2 separate regions of the Mus musculus genome follow, and region 1 is linked to region 2. Evidence: chromatin contacts called from public HiChIP or PLAC-seq data. All regions are on one chromosome and are shown on one strand. The core of a region is the stretch at or near the end of the contact, and the rest is flanking DNA. Distances in the headings are between cores, read along the strand shown. Region 1 overlaps Cdk19 (cyclin-dependent kinase 19). Region 2 overlaps Slc16a10 (solute carrier family 16 (monocarboxylic acid transporters), member 10).

Evidence for each region. HiChIP or PLAC-seq counts read pairs in DNA pulled down with a chosen protein or histone mark.
Region 1: a contact with region 2 is called in a FOXA1 HiChIP or PLAC-seq map of pancreatic cancer cells. The contact joins two enhancer-like sites. A contact is called at or near these places in 1 of 15 datasets of contacts at CTCF or cohesin (the NIH/3T3 cell line), 1 of 484 Hi-C or Micro-C datasets (Th1 cells) and 1 of 115 datasets of contacts at active chromatin or transcription factors (pancreatic cancer cells).

The regions. Positions count from the first base shown.
Region 1 is chr10:40,376,418-40,380,801 of GRCm38.p6, reverse strand. The region is part of intron 1 of Cdk19 (cyclin-dependent kinase 19); the gene reads right to left. Among named protein-coding and RNA genes, the nearest start is that of Cdk19, 29 kb to the right of the region's middle. Within about 2 kb of position 1,646, at least 37 of the 459 cell types and tissues checked have an H3K27ac peak or open chromatin away from gene starts, as enhancers often do. A contact at or near this core is called in pancreatic cancer cells, where this site is marked.
Region 2 is chr10:40,092,080-40,097,193 of GRCm38.p6, reverse strand. The region is part of intron 1 of Slc16a10 (solute carrier family 16 (monocarboxylic acid transporters), member 10); the gene reads left to right. Among named protein-coding and RNA genes, the nearest start is that of Gm25613, 15 kb to the left of the region's middle. Within about 2 kb of position 2,298, at least 70 of the 459 cell types and tissues checked have an H3K27ac peak or open chromatin away from gene starts, as enhancers often do. A contact at or near this core is called in pancreatic cancer cells, where this site is marked.

The DNA.
Region 1 (4,384 bases), core at 397-2,896, 280 kb before region 2:
AACACTTGTAATCCCGGCACTAGGGAGACAGTAGTTCTCTGGGACTTTGAGGCCAGCCTGGTCTACAGAGTGAACACAGGTCAGCCAGAGCTACATAAAAGAGAAACCTTGTCTCAAAACAAACAAAGAGCACAAGAATGAAATGAAAAAAGTTAAGTGAGCATTATTTTTGCATAGTATGCTAAAAAGCTGTCATTTTTAACCATATGATGGAAGCCATCAGAGGTTTCCTAACAATATAAATATATAATCAGATAGCTATTCTCAAAAACCTGACAGTATACAGGACACATGAGAAGATTAAAAAGTAATAATAAGCAAATATAAATAGACTACTACAGAAACTCGAGGAGAGTTTAAAATTAGCCAAAAGTTAAAGGAAATGGAGTAGAAATGTACTCCACATACACTGCAGCTGGGTGTAGTGGCTCATGTGTTTAATCCCAACACTGGTGAGGCAGAGACAGGCAGATCTGTGACCTTGAAGCCAGCTTGGTCTACTTAGTGAGATTCTGTCTCAAATTACAAAACAAGCCATCACACTGCAGAGACAGAATTATCTACTGTCGTTAAATATATTTAAGCACATGGAACAAGTTAATGTTCAAAATACTACATAAATATGCATTCATATACGTGCACACAAGCACGTGTATGTTTCTATAGCGGACATCTAGGAACTGGCTGAAGATAACGGAACTGCCAAAGCGATGATGCCTCAGTGAAATGAAAGCACCTTGCAAAGTAACAAAAAGCCACAGATAAACAGACTGGATGACCAGTACCACAGGAACACAAAGTAACAAACTGACTTAGAGAAAGATGTATCAGTGTAGTGTGGCTGTTTCTCTGGGTTGTACATGACCAGGTCCCATTTTCCCTGGAGCTTCCAATTACTACTCTCAGCTGACTGGGGTGGCACTCCTCAGAGGTGTAGCTGCCCGAGTGAGTCACCCACATTCCTGTAACAACCTGATCTAACTCACTGGGTCACCAAACTGGTCTTGAAGGAATCCTGTGTTTGTCCATGCTCTCTGCCTGGGAGAAAGAGATGTTTCTTTGTTTTCCCCCATGCAACCAATATTATTAAATGACTGTTAAAACCACAAAAATAAAAATGGTGACAAAAAGAATATAAAAGAAAAGGTGTAGTGGTGGCCTTATATGATGGTGTCCAGTGGTTTCATAAACCTCTTTGACATAACGGCATTCATGTAATATTATTTGTGTAATGAATATGAGGGTAAACAAACATTAGCATTCATGAACAAGTGGTGAGACCCACAAATTAATAATGGGAATCACAACCCATTCACAGCACCAAACACTACCACTAGTAACTACTACCCTTCAACAGGCTCCAGCAGGAAGAATTATTAAAAGTCCTACCTATATATAGGATATTCTCTAAGAAAACTGACTTGGCCCATTAAGTAAAAGGAGACACAAAACAAATAGGTGTGGGCATTACCTAGGTTATAAGGGGCCCAAAACAGGTAACCACATACCATGTATCAAATTCTTGACTACACAGTGGTTCAAATGAAAATAGCTATGAATAGCTATTTCAGTGCCTTGCTCAGCCATCATCAGAGAGGCTTCTCCAGCAGCAGATGTGAATAACAGTGGGAGACCCACAGCCAGACAGTCTATAGAGCATGAATGACCTTGGAACACTCAGCCTTAAATAAGATGTCATTATCAGAACCCTCCCCTCAGGGCTCAGAGAACCCCAAGGAAGAGGAGGTAGAAAGAGTGTGTTAAAACCAGAGGAGATGGTGGCCATCAAGACAACAAGGCCTTCTAAATCAACATGATCAAGTTCACATGAACTCACACAGACTCAGGCAGCATGCCCGGACTGCACAGCCCTCTGTGTATGCACTACATGGGGCTTCCACGCTGGTGTTTTATGAATTCCTGAGTGCAAATGAGTGGGTCTCGGGTTCTTGTGCCTTCTCTTGGGCTTTGCCTTCTGTTTGTCTTTTCCAACTCTAATGACAGTTATTGTTTTCTCCTTTAATGTTTTCTTTTGTTAGTTTTATTATTATCCCTCAGAAACTTGCTTGCTTTCTAATGAGAAACAGAAAAGGAGTGGATCTACATGGGAGGGGAAGGAAGGGAAATCATAATCAGGATATATTATGTGAGAAAAAACAATCCATTTTCAGTAAAAGAAAAATTAGCTATGAAAATTTATTTGTAGGATTGTTAAAACTATTTTTAGATATTATGTTAGCACTTTATAAACTCTGTGACCCTATCATAAGCTACTAAAATCACTTCACTCCATCACATACTTAACTCCATCCCGAGAAAGCAGCCAACAAACTTACAAACCCTACGGATTAAGTAACCGCTGTCTTGAGCAAATTTTTAAAGATTTCCACAGTAATAAGAAAATCCAGAAAAACTCCTCTTAAAGAAACATATCAACAGTATGACATCCCTGTAGTCCCAGTTTACAGAAGGCTGAGAAGGGAGGGTTACTTCTATCTATAAGTTTAAGGCCCCGCTGGGCAACATACCAGGGGAAAGGGAGGCAGGGGGCAGCTGGGGAGTAGTTCAGGGCCAGAGTACTTACTTGCTGACTGTTTCAGTTTCTTCCCCTGTTTCTGTGGTAAAGACCCTGACAAAAGCAACCAAAGAAGGAAAGCCTTAACTTTAGTTTACAGTCAAGGCACAGGAAAGTCAAGGCAGCATTACATCCATAATAAGAAAACAGCAATGAATGAATGCACGCTAATGTTCAGCTGGCTTTCTCTGTTTTATACAATCCAGGATCCTAGAAAGAAATGATGCCACTTCGATTAATGCAACAAGATAATCTCCCACTGGCATGTGCAAAGGCCACCCATCTCCCATGTAATTATAGGTTTCACCAGGTTGTCAAAGACGATTAACAAGTACACCCGCATACATAAAGGCCCAGGTTAGATTCCTTTGCTGTATAGCAGTTTTCTCCTTTGGAAACATTCCATCCTGCATCTTAAGACAGAAAGTAAACATCTCAAGATAGCTCCAGGAAGTCCCTGAAACTGACCAGATTCACTAAGTCCCTCCCTCCCAAGAGTAAACACTAAAGACTGGAGAGGCTCATTCTCAGACAAGCCAAACTGCAGTGACTACCTGGAAGAAGCAGAGATCGGCCCACCTGCCTAGAAGGGGTTTAGAGTCACTTGGAAAGGACACTCCCCAACCGGTTGAGCAGTCTGCAGGCTGTACAGTGTGCACCAGGTTCCCAAACGTTGTGAGCTGTCACCTGTGCTGGGGTGGGATTTGTTGATAAAGCTGTCTTTGAGTCATTTCTGCTCCTATAAGGAACCCCTTCGCCCATATTCCTATAACCCCAATAAAACTCACTGGATCACAAAGTTGACTCTGATGCTATCCCTACTTTACTCTGACTCTCTATCTGGAGTAAGGTGTGCATTCATGTGAGGTGTGCATTCGTGCGTGCATGCTTGTTGCATCTTCCCTAGAAAGAATCTTGTCACACACCCCTGCACTGCAAAAATTCAACAATTAAAAAAAAAGTATGTGAAAGATAAAATAAAAACGACAGTGATGACTTTACATCAATATTTTCACTGGAACAGTAAGCAGTAACAGTAAGCAGTATGTCTTAAAATTTACCAGAATACAACTACTTCCGTCTGGAGGGAATGAAAAAAAATATGTAAATATTTTGTCATTCTCAAATGTAGCTCTGTCGAGTCAGATAGAATTAGAGCATTAGAGCAGGCAATACTGCTTCCTAGGTTTATTTGTACTAAGGACTAAGCTTTGCACTTGCCACGCCTGCTTTCTATCCCTGAACTATACCCAGCCCAACCTCCGGCTTCGTTCTGAGATTCTTTTTACAAAATTACCTCAAATGCTAAGTATTTTTTTCAAAATAAAATACCCAAAAAGATTACTAAGATCCAAAATACTAAAATCAACATTTTTAAACATTTTCAATGTTTTAGTTTTCTATCACGGAAAGTGCTACTAAACCTGGGCCACTGAGGCATCTTCCTTTAAAACAAACAAACACACAAAAAAAGATTATTTACTCATTTACTTGTTTATTTATTTAGTGGATGGGTATTTTGCCTGAGCATATATATGCACAATTTGCATGCTTGGTGCCTGTGGAGAGGTTGATAAAGGGCATCAGATCCCTAGCACTGCTGCATCTCCCCAGGGAAAAAATCTTGTCATACAGCCCCGCACTGCAAGAATTCAGCCCTGAAAGGAAATGCCTGTAAATTGCTGTTACAGATGGTTGTGAGCCTCCGCGTGGGTGCTGGGAATAGAATATAGTCTTATAGAAGTGCAGCCAGAGCTTTACTCACTGAGCCATAACTGCACCCCATATCCTTTTAGTTAGGTGGGAGTT
Region 2 (5,114 bases), core at 1,049-3,548:
GACCAAAGTAACTTGGTGAATAAAGGGTTTATTTGGTTTACAATCCATCATCAAAGGCATTAAGGCAGGAACTGAAGTAGAGACCTGGGTTGCTTGCCTGATTTCTCTCTCTCTCTCTCTCTCTCTCTCTCTCTCTCTCTCTCTCTCTCTCTCTCTCTCTCTCTCTCTCTGTCTCTCTCTCCTCCTCGTTCCTTCCCTCCTTCCCTCCCTCCCTTTCTTCTTTTTGTAACCCGCTTTCTTTCACACCCCAGGACCACTTGCCTGGGTAAGTGGTAGCACTTCCCAAGTGGATTGGATTCTCCCACTCCAGGCTTCAGCCTGTCTAATGGTGGATGCAGTTCTTCACATGCAGTTTCCTCTTCCCAGCGGTGTCAAGTTGACAATTAAGATTGGCCATCACAACTTTGTAGGCTTGCTTTCAAACTATTTCCTTCATTTATTCATCAGCTTCATTTGTCTTTTTAAAAACTACTTTTATGTGTGTGAATGTTTTGTCTGTATATATGTGTGTGCACTACATGTATGCCTGGTGCTGAGGAAGCCAGATGAGGTGGCTGGGTTTTCCACAGAACTGGAGTTAACAGACAGTTGTTAGCTGTCCTGTGGGTGCTGGGCATCCAACCTGGGTCCTCTGCCAGGTAGCGGTGCTCTTAAATGGTGAGCCATCTTTCTAGCCCTAGCTTAATGTCTTAAGAAACAACTTTTATAGTAAGTAAAAGATGTTTCTGATTTTATATCTACTGTTAAGAAGAATGTGTGTGTGTGTGTGTGTGTGTGTGTGTGTGTGTGTGTGTGTGTGTGTGTGGCTTGACTCCAGCCTGCCCAGGTAGTTTGTTTTATCTTGGCCCTTTAAATGGCTTAGTTTCCTGCAACTCAGTGGTACTTCCTGATAGCTTACTGTGAGAAGGAAGGTTGTTACCAGAGCATAGTTGGATAGCTGATATTTAGGACAGAAGCGTTGGCTATTTGAGAGGCCAGCAATCCCTAGACATTTGATTCACTAAGATAGAAATCTGTTAGATAGAAACTTGCTGTTTGGGTTGGCATTTTCTTAATTAAGACTTGTTTGTGCATGTCTATTTTAGGAAGAGACCTAAGAGTGTCTCCAGAGGTTTATTGTGACCTTTTATAGAAGGTGGCTGCCTCTGATGGGTAGCATATGATTCCAGACTAGTAAATCCCTTGCTTCTAGTTTTTGTGGTCTTGGGCAAGTTACTTAACACATGCTTTGCCTCAGTTTCATCATCTCCATGGAGGTTAGAATACTTTGACATGGATTGTTGTGAGAGCTGGGGTGGAGGACACAGGTCTATAATCCTAGCACTTACACAGAGACAGGAGAATCACAAGTTTGAGGCCAGCTTGGTCATTTCAGTGACAATGAAGCAGACTGAGAGTGAGACCCTGACTCAAGCAAAGCCTTGGTTGGGGCTGTGGTGTAGCTCAGTGGTAGAGTACTTGCCTAGCATGCACGGGGCTCCAGGTCCCCAGAAGAGAGTTGTAAGGATTAAACACATATAATAACTATAAATACAGATACAAACGCATATAAAGCTCTGAAGTAGGGCTCGGTACATAATGAACACTTAATAAATGTTACGTAGCTCTGCTGGGATGCAGAAGGGACAGTGGTTTGAGAATAACAGGAAGTTTACCTTGGAATTTGTCCTGACCTACTTAAATTACTTGTACTCAAGTAAACCCTTTAAAGTAATCACCAGCCTTCACCTTTCTCTTGAATGGGAGAACAGTGTAGCTCAAGTAACCTCAGTTAGTCTTTATTGTTCCATGGCTGGCAAGGTAGAATATTCATTTTCAACTTTTAAAGCCACACATGTAGGGATAGCAAGATAAACTTTATGGCGTTCTGAAATTCCACAAAGCAATCTATTAATTAAAGATTAATGTGATTGTGGCCCAGGCAGACCAGCTAGGGGCACACGTCTGCCCCAGCCAGGGGAAGCTATGCTTTGATTTGTCTCAAGGAATCTGCCTGTGTCTTGTATAGTTGATCTACAAATTCAATCTGTTCCTAGGCATTTTGATCACAGTTTCCAATCATGAGCTATATTTTTATGACCCTGAAGAGTAGTGCTCTCTTTGTGTTATTTGTTAGGTAGTTGTACTGCTGTGTTCATGTGATTTTAGAGACTTAGTCATAGGCCTTGATTGGTTCACTACCATTGATGACAGGTTTCTTTACAAAATGTTGATTTTGTGTGTGTGCATGTGAGCATGAGCTCATCGCACCCCAGAGGGTGGGGTTGGATTCCTTGGAGCTGGAGACATTTGTGAATCACTCAGTGCGGGGTGCTGGATTATACATCCAGTCCTCTGAGAGAGCAGTAACTGCTCTTAGCCACAGAGCCCTCTCTCCCCCTGATAAGTTACTTTATAGGATTAGTGATTGTATGTACTTGTAGTAAAAAAGGATCAGGTTTCTAGAGAGCCTATGCCTTGCTGCTTTCTCCAGAAGTCCTATTACAAAGGCAACAGCTTTTAACTCATTTATTTCTCATGCTTATCTTCATATTTCTTATTTTTGTATTTTTTAAATAATATGCCTATATGGTTATATTTTGGATTTTTAAACTTAGACTTTCTCTACAGATATCCTTCAACGGAATCTATCACATTATCTTAATTGGGCTGTGTGAAGGTGTTTGGTTAAATCAGTTAAAAGGTAATTTAACATACACTAAATGAGGTACTCTACTCAAATTCCAGCCTCACTATACTCAACGTTTGTGTGAATGTTTTCTCATCTGGGCAGGTACCTCTTTAAATGACTTAAATGGCTTAATGTTATGGTTCGTGTTTATTCCCCTGAGTTCATCTGTTAGGGTTTGGAGACACAGTCTCCCTCTAGTATATGCCCTGGCAGCTAGTGCATGTTTTCCTGTCATTGCAACACAACACAGGCTAAGATAGGTAATAGAAAGCATCTTGACTCTGTCTGACATCATGTGCATTAAATAAATTCCAATTGTCAGCTAGTCAGTGGTAGCACACACCGTTAATCTTAGCAATGGGGAGGCAGAAGCAGACAGATCTCTGAGTTCGAGTCCAGCTTGCTCTATAGATCTACTTCCAGGATATCCAGGGCCACACAGAGAAACCCTGTCTCTAACCTTCCCACCCCCCCAAAAGCTGTAAAACCATTACAGTTGTCATAACCAACATTAGTGGACATCAGTATCTCCCTCTTCATTTAAGGAAGAGGCTGGTATGAGTTAGAAGTGAGCTGGTCAGCTGCAAACCCTTCTTCCAGGCCTTGCCTGGTATGTTTATGTTATTGATAAGAATAGAATTTGGAGCCCCTGAGGACAGGTCACTAAGAAAGACAGCAGAAGCCCAGTGGGGCTTCTTAAGCAGACTTAGCTTCTTCTACCAAAGGCTAGGCCTTTACCCCAGAGCAGCCACTGAGACTTTGGGGACAGTTCCTGCTTTGGCTCTGATGGAAGAGGTCCTGACTGGGTCAGAGGTCAATGGATGAGGAAGGTTCTTGTGTTACAAATCTCTACTTGCACAATATCAGGATAGTTGTTTTTAATTTGTTCTTTGGGTTCCTATTTGTGCTTTCCATACTATCACAACATACTGTGTTGCTTTTTAAATTTTATAACATCCAAAATTATAAATGTGAGGTATCTTTTTCAGAAAAAGTATTTGTTATATTTCTCGGCTCTGTTGAAAGGAGTTCTTTCCAGCAAGTAGTGGTCAAACCTAGCAATACCTTGAGATTGTTTCTAGCTTACTTGACTTCTGCCCCAAATAATCTGTTCAAAATTCTCTGGTTTTTGGGACCACATTTGTAATTCCAGCATTTGCAAGGCAAAAACAGTTGAGGGTCTCAGCACAAGTTTAAGGCCACTAGGATTGCATAGTGACTTCTAGGCTAGCCAGGGTTAAACAGTGAAACCTTGTCTCAAACAAAACAAAACAAAACAAGGGGCTGGAGAGGGGGCTTAGTGGCTAAGACTGCTGCCTGCTTTTTCCAGAAGACACAGGTTCAGTTCCCTGTACTCACATGGCAGCTAACTCCAGTTTCAGGGGATCTGATGTCCTTTTATAGCTTCTGCAGCTCCAGGCATGCACATGGTACACAGACCTGCATGCAGACAAAACACCCATCCACATGAAATGAGTTAATTAAAAACGGAACAACCCCCTCCAAAAACTAAAACCAAACCTAGCCAAATGACAACAAACACTCAAAATACAAAAATTCATGAAATTCTCCATGGTATAAAAAACTTTAAAGAGAGAATTTAAAGTCCTGGAGAGATGACGCTGAAGTTAAGAGCACTTACTGCTCTTGGAGAGGACCCAGGTTCAGTTCCTGGCACTCACTTGGTAGCTAACCACCACCTGTAACTCCAGTTCCAGAGGACCTAACACCCTCTTCTGGCCGCAGTAGGGATTTGCATGCACGTGATCCCCATTTCCCCAGTACTGAGACTATAAAAGCGCATATGTGTGTCTGTCTGTGTGTGTGTGTGTCTGTGTGCCTGTGTGTGTGTGTCTGTGTGTGTGTGTGTGTCTCTGTGTGTGTGTCTGTGTGTGTCTGTGTCTGTGTGCCTGTGTGTGTGTGTGTGTGTGTGTGTCTGTGTGTGTGTCTATGTGTGTGTGTGTCTCTGTCTGTGTGCTTGTGTGTGTCTCTGTGTGTCTGTGTATGTCTGTGTCTGTGTCTATGTGCCTGTGTGTGTGTGTCTATGTGTCTGTGTGTGTGTGTGTCTGTGTGTGTGTCTGTGTCTGTGTGTCTTTGTGCATGGGAACTAGATAGAGGAGGATATCCAGTGTCTATCCTCTGTCTATCATTCTCTGCTTTATTCCCCTGAGACAGTGTTTCTCTGAACCTGTGGCTAGGCTGGCGGCCAGCAGGCCCCAGTTAGTTGGTCCTTATGTTTTATGTGTCGGGACTTTTGTGGCTTTGCAGAGCAAGTTGTTGGAGGCAAGAAGCACTGTTGCACTGTGGACAAAGAAACTCAATTCAGATGCAGGCGTCTCTGAGTCTGAGAAAGGTGGAGAGGTGAGGCAGTGGGTATATAGTAGCAACTTCCCTTTCAAAGACTGAAAAGTTAGGGTGACTATTTTTGCATGCACATAAGGAT